Regions from separate parts of the Rattus norvegicus genome. Here region 2 is linked to region 1. A link is a contact called in public Hi-C data. All regions are on one chromosome and are shown on one strand. The core of a region is the stretch at or near the end of the contact, and the rest is flanking DNA. Distances in the headings are between cores, read along the strand shown.

The links. A called contact is a pair of places that touch in the nucleus more often than the background predicts.
Region 2: a contact with region 1 is called in a Hi-C map of prefrontal cortex, with 2.4 times the contacts expected there. The contact joins the promoter of C2h3orf80 here to the enhancer-like site in region 1. A contact is called at or near these places in 2 of 12 Hi-C or Micro-C datasets (frontal cortex and prefrontal cortex).

Annotation. Positions count from the first base shown.
Region 1 is chr2:155,358,464-155,362,439 of GRCr8, reverse strand. No RefSeq gene overlaps it. Among named protein-coding and RNA genes, the nearest start is that of C2h3orf80, 75 kb to the left of the region's middle. Within about 2 kb of position 1,904, at least 18 of the 93 cell types and tissues checked have an H3K27ac peak or open chromatin away from gene starts, as enhancers often do. A contact at or near this core is called in prefrontal cortex, where this site is marked.
Region 2 is chr2:155,433,412-155,437,387 of GRCr8, reverse strand. C2h3orf80 (similar to human chromosome 3 open reading frame 80) reads right to left here and starts at 2,101. Exons shown (of 1, transcript NM_001399852.1): 1 at 1-2,101. The coding sequence starts at 1,737. The coding sequence ends at 994.

The DNA of each region.
Region 1 (3,976 bases), core at 655-3,154:
CATATACAAACCATCACGTAAGCCATACAGGTCCTTTGCGTATAGATGAGTGTTTTTATGGGATTCCTGAGTGCACAAGCAAGTGGTTCTCTGCATCTGTTTCTTGCTCCTTTTCTTGGGCTCTTCTTGTTTGTTTGTTCTGCTCTATTCTGATGTGTTAGTTATTTTATCTTGCTTTATTATTATTCCTAAGAAGCCTATTTCTTTTCAAAAAAGAGAAGTTGTGGTGGATCTGGATGGGATGGGAAGTAAGGAGAAGTTGAGGGGGGGCATAATCAGGATACATTAGATAAGAACGATACTTTCAATAAAAGGAAAGAAAAGAATTAAAAGTAAAAATTTGCTTATCCACAGATGGCTTCATGTTGTAGCCACTGTGACTGTTGCCTGTCCCTCCCTTCTCACAGATTGCACATTTATAGACTCTCTCTGCATACTGACACACTCTCTGCATGCTGACACACTCTGCATGCTGACACTTTCTGCATGCTGACACACTCCTGCATGCTGACACACTCTCTGCATGCTGACACTCTCTCTGCATGCTGACACACTCTCTGCATGCTGACACACTCTCTGCATGCTGACACACTTTCTGCATGCTGACACACTCTCTGCATGCTGACACACTCTCTGCATGCTGACACACTCTCTGTATGCTGACACACTCTCTGCATGCTGACACACTCTCTGTATGCTGACACTCTCTGCATGCTGACACACTCTCTGCATGCTGACACACTCTCTGCATGCTGACACACTCTCTGCATGCTGACACACTCTCTGCATGCTGACACACTCTCTGCGTGCTGACACACTCTCTGCGTGCTGACACACTCTCTGCATGCTGACACACTCTCTGCATGCTGACACACTGCATGCTGACACACTCTCTGCGTACTGACACACTCTCTGCATACTGACACACTCTCTGCATGCTGACACACTCTCTGCATGCTGACACACTCTGCATGCTGACACTTTCTGCATGCTGACACACTCCTGCATGCTGACACACTCTCTGCATGCTGACACACTCTCTGCATGCTGACACACTCTCTGCATGCTGACACACTCTCTGCATGCTGACACACTTTCTGCATGCTGACACACTGCATGCTGACACACTCTCTGTGTACTGACACATTCTCTGCATACTGACACACTCTCTGCATGCTGACACACTCTCTGCATGCTGACACACTCTCTGCATGCTGACACACTGCATGCTGACACACTCTCTGCATGCTGACACACTCTCTGCATGCTGACACACTCTCTGCATGCTGACACACTGCATGCTGACACACTCTTTGCATACTGACACTCTGTGCACACACATTCTCTCAAACAGGTCAGCATCTTGACTCAGTGCTGGCTAATTGTTCGAGCACCACTTAATTGCTAAAAGTTTGTCTCCAGTGTGGACTTTGTTGGTCTTGGGTTCAGGCTACATGCATTTTCCCTTTTGCTGGGCTTGGCCACTTCACTGAATCAGCTCCCCAAGTCTGAAGCACTGTCCCAGGAAAGAGACGTCTCTTAGTTCCACTTCCTGCTTCCCCTTTGAGTGCTCACAGCCACCACTCACGGGAAGCGTTAGCTCTGTAGCCAATGCACGCAGCGTTTCTGTCAACATTTCACGGGAGAGAAAAGATCTCTGAATTAATCTGTTTAGAAAAGATGCTATAGAGTGCAGCAGTTAGCCTTGCCTGTAACCAAACCACTTCAGACTGGATAATAAAGACCAAAATAGGCCTTGGACTTTCTGAGATTCTGGCCTTTGTTAGAGCTTTTCTTGGGTAAAGCAAAGTAGAAATACATCTCCAGCTCCTGGGGATTCTCCCATTGCTGTGGTTGCACAATGTGGCTCAGAGCGGTGACCTGAGACAGAGAAGGCAAAAAGAACACCAGTTCAGCCCTGGTGCTCAGCCTCCAGACCCTGCCTGTGTAGTTTCTACATCACTGGCTACAGCCTTTCAGCTCTGCTTGCTACCTTCTTGTTGCCAAGGTAACACTGGCTGACAAGTCAATACCCTCCCCTGCCTTCCAAGAAGCTATCATTTTCCCTCTTCACATTCAGCATGATCTCAGTGTGCATCTGCTCCCAACATTCTACCGCTCTGTCTCTAACTCTCAGGGACTCAGCCCCTCAGCCTAGGCATCCACAAGGAAACTCAGCTCCTCGTGCCGAGGGATGAAGCTCCTGCCGTTCACCCTTTCACTGTGTTCCTAGCCTCAGCTTTTCCCTGCTACTTACCCATCTTTAACCACGTCCTCCCAGATGTTCCCAAAGCCTTGGACTGTCCCTTGGCCAACTTCCAGCTTCCTGCTTCCCTCTCTGTCCCACCAACCACACTTTCCTGACTGTTTCTGTCACTGGTTCATTCTTTCCACAGGGCCCTTCTCCTTCAGGGTTTGGTAATGGTGTTGGGCGCCATCTTTAACACATCCTGTTTTTTTTTTTTTTTTTTGAGAAAGGATTTTTCTGTGTAGCCCTGGCTTGTGTAGCCCTGGCTGTCCTGGGATTCACTCTGTAGACCAGGTTAGCCTTGAGTTCAGAGATCCACTTGACTCTGCCTCCTGAGTCAAGGGGCATGTGCCACCACCACCTGGCTTAAATACTGGTTTTTATTGTTCATTTCTTTCTATGGTCCAACTCCTAGTGACCCCCGACACAGCATTCAACAGTGTAGCTGCACACTGCTAACCTCCACCAAGGCTGCCTCCTCATAATACCATCTGCACTTCCCTGACAGCCACTGGCCTGCAGAAAGCCTGTTCACTGAGAGAACAAATATTTCTTGTCATTCTAAATCACCTTTGTTTGATTCCATTTGCTCTGGTGTCTCTTTTTTTTTCCTGGTTTTATCAGGGTCTGAGGATTTTTCTTTTTTACCTTTTAGTTTTGAAGCACCTTCAGATTTTAAAATAAATGGCAAAACTCCCACATTTCAATCTCTAAATGTCAACACCTTGTAACCACAGTACAAGGATTGAAACCAGACATTCAGAACTCCATTTTTCTAAAACAGGATCCGGATCCAGGCTCTCAGGTTACATCAAGTGCCATGTCTGTTTCTTAGACTCTCTAATCTAGACGGCTCCTTCTCCCTTTGTCTTTTAAGACACTGAACCTTTGGAAGGGCATTGCTTTTCAGCTAAGATTGGGTTTGTGTAACACCTTCTCACGGTCATACATAGGTTTTCAGATATTTGCTAAGAAAATCCTTCACAGGTACCATGCAAAACAGAGCATGCCTATAATCTCAGCATTTGGGATTCAAAAAACCAGAAGTTCAAGTTCTAGGAAGTACCTATGCCCCAAAACAAAGCAACCAACCAAGCAAGCAATAAACCCAAATACTGGAGATGTAGCTTGGTGATAGAGTACTTGCCTCATAACACAGGGCTCAGGCCCTATTCTTGGTACCACAGAACAAACGAATCTCAACAATAGAAGTAGCGCCCACCACACTGTGTCGGGGGCCTGAGATGCCTATTTGTGTGTCACTGATAATGGGGATGTGGACCATTTGACCAAGGTAGTTCCGACAGGATTCGTCACTCTCAAGCTGTTCTTTTCCCTGTGTAATCAATGGGACCCTTGTAGGAATCTGTGTAGCTCTGTTCCCTTTGTCACACTCCTGTGCAATGATTTTAGTATCTTTTGCTATTCTGGACGTCAATGATTATTGCCCTAGTGGCTTTCTGATTCCCCGATTTTAAAGGGGCTGGAGAAGTAGTTTCTCCATGATGTATTGTGCAGTACTAGCTCCAGGATGACCACAATGCTTCCTGCGAATGAATCTTGGGCATTTCAGGTAGACTCTGGATCACTGGGCACTTTAATATGAATTTCTTTCTTTCCCTTTTTTTCTCTGCCCCCCATCTCCTATTTGTGGAGACGAAGAGGCTCTCCTGATGGGATGGTGGTATTCTTGATGAGACACCAAGAAGGGCTATCACAAGTAAATTG
Region 2 (3,976 bases), core at 852-3,351, 75 kb before region 1:
TGTATTATGCTTCAGTACTAAAAATAAAATATACTCTCAAATAGTGAAAATAAGATATCCTTCATGTTTTTATGTCACATTTCCTGCTTGACGCTGCCCTCCCCCCTTTAATGAAATGATGTGCAACACTGTATCAAACACGCGGGCGATTTCTTGACGATGACTGGCCTAAAACAAAACTGATTATCTTGTCAATTTGTTGAATTGTCTAATGCATGATAAAATAGAAAAATACAAGACAAAACAAACAGTCTACAAACTGAAAAATCAAAGCCCGTCGGTACCATATTGCAAATACGGTCTGGATTAATAAGTTGCCACATCTTGAACAGATGCAGCCGCTAAACCATCCATCATGGTATCCCTTCCCCAACAAAACTGTGAGCCATCAGCTGTAACTATTTGCTCGGCCAGGAAGACGCCAAAGGGTTTTCTGGGTCCTTCTCAAGGGATCCCCTCACAGCCAAGTACTGCTTCCACAGACCTGCATGTAGCAGTCACTGGTCGAGGTCCAGAGCCAAAGGCTCCTGACTATTATGTCCTGGGAGACTGTGACCTGTCCGAGCAGGAGAGCAAGGAATGAACCTGTGCTCCTTCCCTTTTAACCTTAAAGCAAGCCGCGGGTCTCTAGACACACCAAATGGTTTCCGTGTTCTTTTGGATTGGAGAAGCAGGCACTTACAGTGAACACAAGGGGAGGCATGGCAGAGGGCGGGGACGACCGTCCAAGAAGAGCTGGGGGGGCTAATCCAAAGCCATTGCCTCGCCGAGCTGCCTAGCCTTGAGCCCAAAGAAACATAGAAAACCACAGATTCCCCGGGAAGCGAGAGGGAGGGGGCTGACCCCGACTTAGGCGCCAGGCTACAGGTTGTGCGGGGATGCTAGGTGTGATCAGAGGCAGTCAGTGACGGCTGCCAACACACCTGCAGTTGAGTGCCACCCACAGCCCCCAATCTTGTACGGTCCCGGCGATCCCCGTGAGGCTCCCTGCACTCAGATGAGCGGGAAACGGCCCTGGCCGCCGTCGGGGTCCCCGGCACTGCCGCCTCGCGGGCGGCCGAGCACCGACACCGGCAACACGACCTCCGCCGGGTTGAGCTGCTGCAGCCGCATGGATTCCTCATAGGTGGGAAGGTACTTGACCTCCTCGTAGCTGGGCAGCTGGAGAAAGACCGGTGACACCACCCGCAGTTCGTGCTCCGAAACGCTGGATGGGGGCAGGCGTCCGCCACCTCCTCGGCCCCGACCACCGCCACTGTCCAGCAGTGAGTCCTGCGAGCCCGCCGCCACCTCATCGCGCAGCAGAGCGGGCGAGTCGTCGTCGTCGTCGGGTGGCCCCGCTGTCCCCGGCGGTCCGGCACCCCCGGGAGGCCCCGGTCGCGCCTGGCCAGGTCGCGCCTGGCCACGCGGGTACCTGCGTGGGCTGGGGCAGATGATGCGCTGCAGGAAGTAGCCGATGGCGAAGAGCACCAGCAGGATGAGCAGCCCAGAGAGCTTGCGGACGAACCAGCCCACGTTGTCTAGGAAGGCGTGGAGCGGCAGCTTGCAGCAGCGCACGGCCGTGGCGTTGGCCGAGTCGCAGCAGCGCTCCCGCTCGCCGCACGCCAGCTCCGCGCAGCCCCCGCCGCCCCGGGAGGGCGCCACCAACGCCAGCGCCAGCAGCAGCAGCAGAGGCAGCAGCGGCGGCGGCGCTGGAGCCACCGACAGGCCCTCGGTGGTGACCCCGGGACCCCACATGGCCAGCGCGGATCTCCGCCGGGGTCCGGGACCGCAAGGCTCGGAGCTCCGTCTGGCCCGGGCGCTGCTGCCGATGGGTCCCGCGCGCGCCGCCTCCCGCGCCTCGGCTACCTGCGGCCCGAGCGGTGCTCACTTGGCCACGCTGGAGAGGGAGGAGGAGCCCGGGACGCGCCGAGGCTGCGGGAGGCGGCTGCTGCTCACCGCTGTCGCCGCCTCGGGAACCTGTGACCTGGAGTCCGAGGGCCGCCCGGGTGCCAGGGTCCCGGGAGAAGCGTGCGGAGCCGCCGGGATGAACAGAGCAGGCTGGCGCTGGGTCTCTCTGGGCATCTCGGCCGTCGCCGGCCACGCTCTTCTTCCGGCACCTGGGTACCCCGCGGCGCTGGAAGGGTTAAGGCTGAGCTCTCAGCCCCGGAGCCCCTTGATCTTGATTAATTCAGCCAGCGCGCTCTTCCCGGCCAGACGGGCGGGGCGCTCTCTCTCACTAGCGTAGGTGTCTCAGTTTTAAGTGATTGGATTTCCCCGGGAATATTATTTAAATTGACTCGGACCGGGTTCCGCTTACAGTCTTTCTTGTGATCTTTCTGATTAAAAATGAATGATGGCCACTAATGGCCAGTGCAGCCTCATTGCTGCCCTAAGGGTGGGAACTGCTGGATAGTTCTGCTGACAGGTAGGTCCAGGTTGTTGGGGAGCCGGGACCCTAAGGAACTCCAGAACAGGTAAGAATTCTTTGGAGAGGCTCAAGTTACAGCCACAGAAGTAGCCCCAGAGGGACAGAGAAGCACTCTGTTGAGGTGACTCAGCTCATCAAGGAGAGAAGACCCCCTATTTCCCAGAGGCTCACCAACTCAGATCTTGGCTTTCCTTTGCCCAAAGAGGGATAGCAGAATTGTGGGGTGCAGGGGCTCCCTCCTGCAGCATAAATAGCCTATCTGTGATGGCGGAGGGGAGCGGGAAGCGGTTGGCAAAGTTCCTGAGCACTATCTGAAGGTCTTTTTCAAGGTTATTTTTGTTTGCAAAATCTTACTTTAAAGGAAACAAGCACTGTTTCTACTTAGTTCTTCGGGCAGTTTACGTTCATGCCACCAACCCCTGGAGAAAGGCTCAGCACATCCAGACCCTTTAGGCACATCTGCTGGGTGATGGAGCCCCCCCTGAGAAAGCCACTTTGATTGAGGCAGTATAAAACAGACACACGCAGAAGGACTCACTGAAGAGAAAAACTAACAGGGAAATTTGAAGGTTGGTGTGAGAAAATAAGTAAACGGATATAAAGTGCCGGAACAGACTCAGCCATGAGCCAAGCTTTCTCTCCTGAATAGAGAAGTCGAACAAGCAGAACGGGATGGGTAGGGGTGGGGTTGATGGAGATGGAGTGGGTTGATGGAGATGGGCCATGGCCCAGCCTAAATGAAAAGTCTTCTAATACTTCTTTGGGTGGGAGCACCTTGCTTTGCTTGAACTTCAGAATGATGCTGTCTCTTCTAGGAAAAGTGTCTGTGAAACTTCCTTAAGCACAGGACTTTACTAAGTTCTTATGAAGCCAAAACATTCTCTGGCCATGATCCACGGGGAAGGACTGAGGCCTAGTCCACCCATAAAGCTTAAAAAAACAAAACAAAACAAAACAAACAAACAAAAAAAACCAATGCTTTCAAGCTATAGCAAGTTAGGGGGATGGAAGAGATTTTTTTTTTTTTTTTTTTGATACAGTGCCGGTATCTTTTTGCTGTACTTACATTGAGAAGGTATACTGAGTATGTTCTGTATTCGGGAACCCTGCTAATTGATAATAAATAAATAAATAGCCTCCCAAGAATGGTGTGACCCCATTTCTGCATACCCAATTTCAGTTAAACAGAGGGAACAAATGCCAAACGTCTTCCTTCTTCATAACTTGCCTAAAGCAAAGATAAACTTGGTGTGTTTAATAGTCTCAGGCTAGGGGAAGTTCAAGACAAGATGGGCTGGAAGGACAAATGAAAGAACGGCAGAGTCTCCTTGGGCCTTTACAATCAAGTGCCAGCAGAAGCAACAGCAGGAGGAAAGTGTGTTTGTTGGGGGATTCTGTGATTGATGAAAGAGAAGGGTGGCCTGCCTGGTGGTGTTTTGAAATTTGAAACAAAGGCATTAAACATTTAAATCACGTTTTATATATTTATGGGGGAGGTATATCTTCTTCCCCCATGTGAGTCCCAGGAATCAAACTCACATTTCTGGCCTTTTACAGTTCAAACCA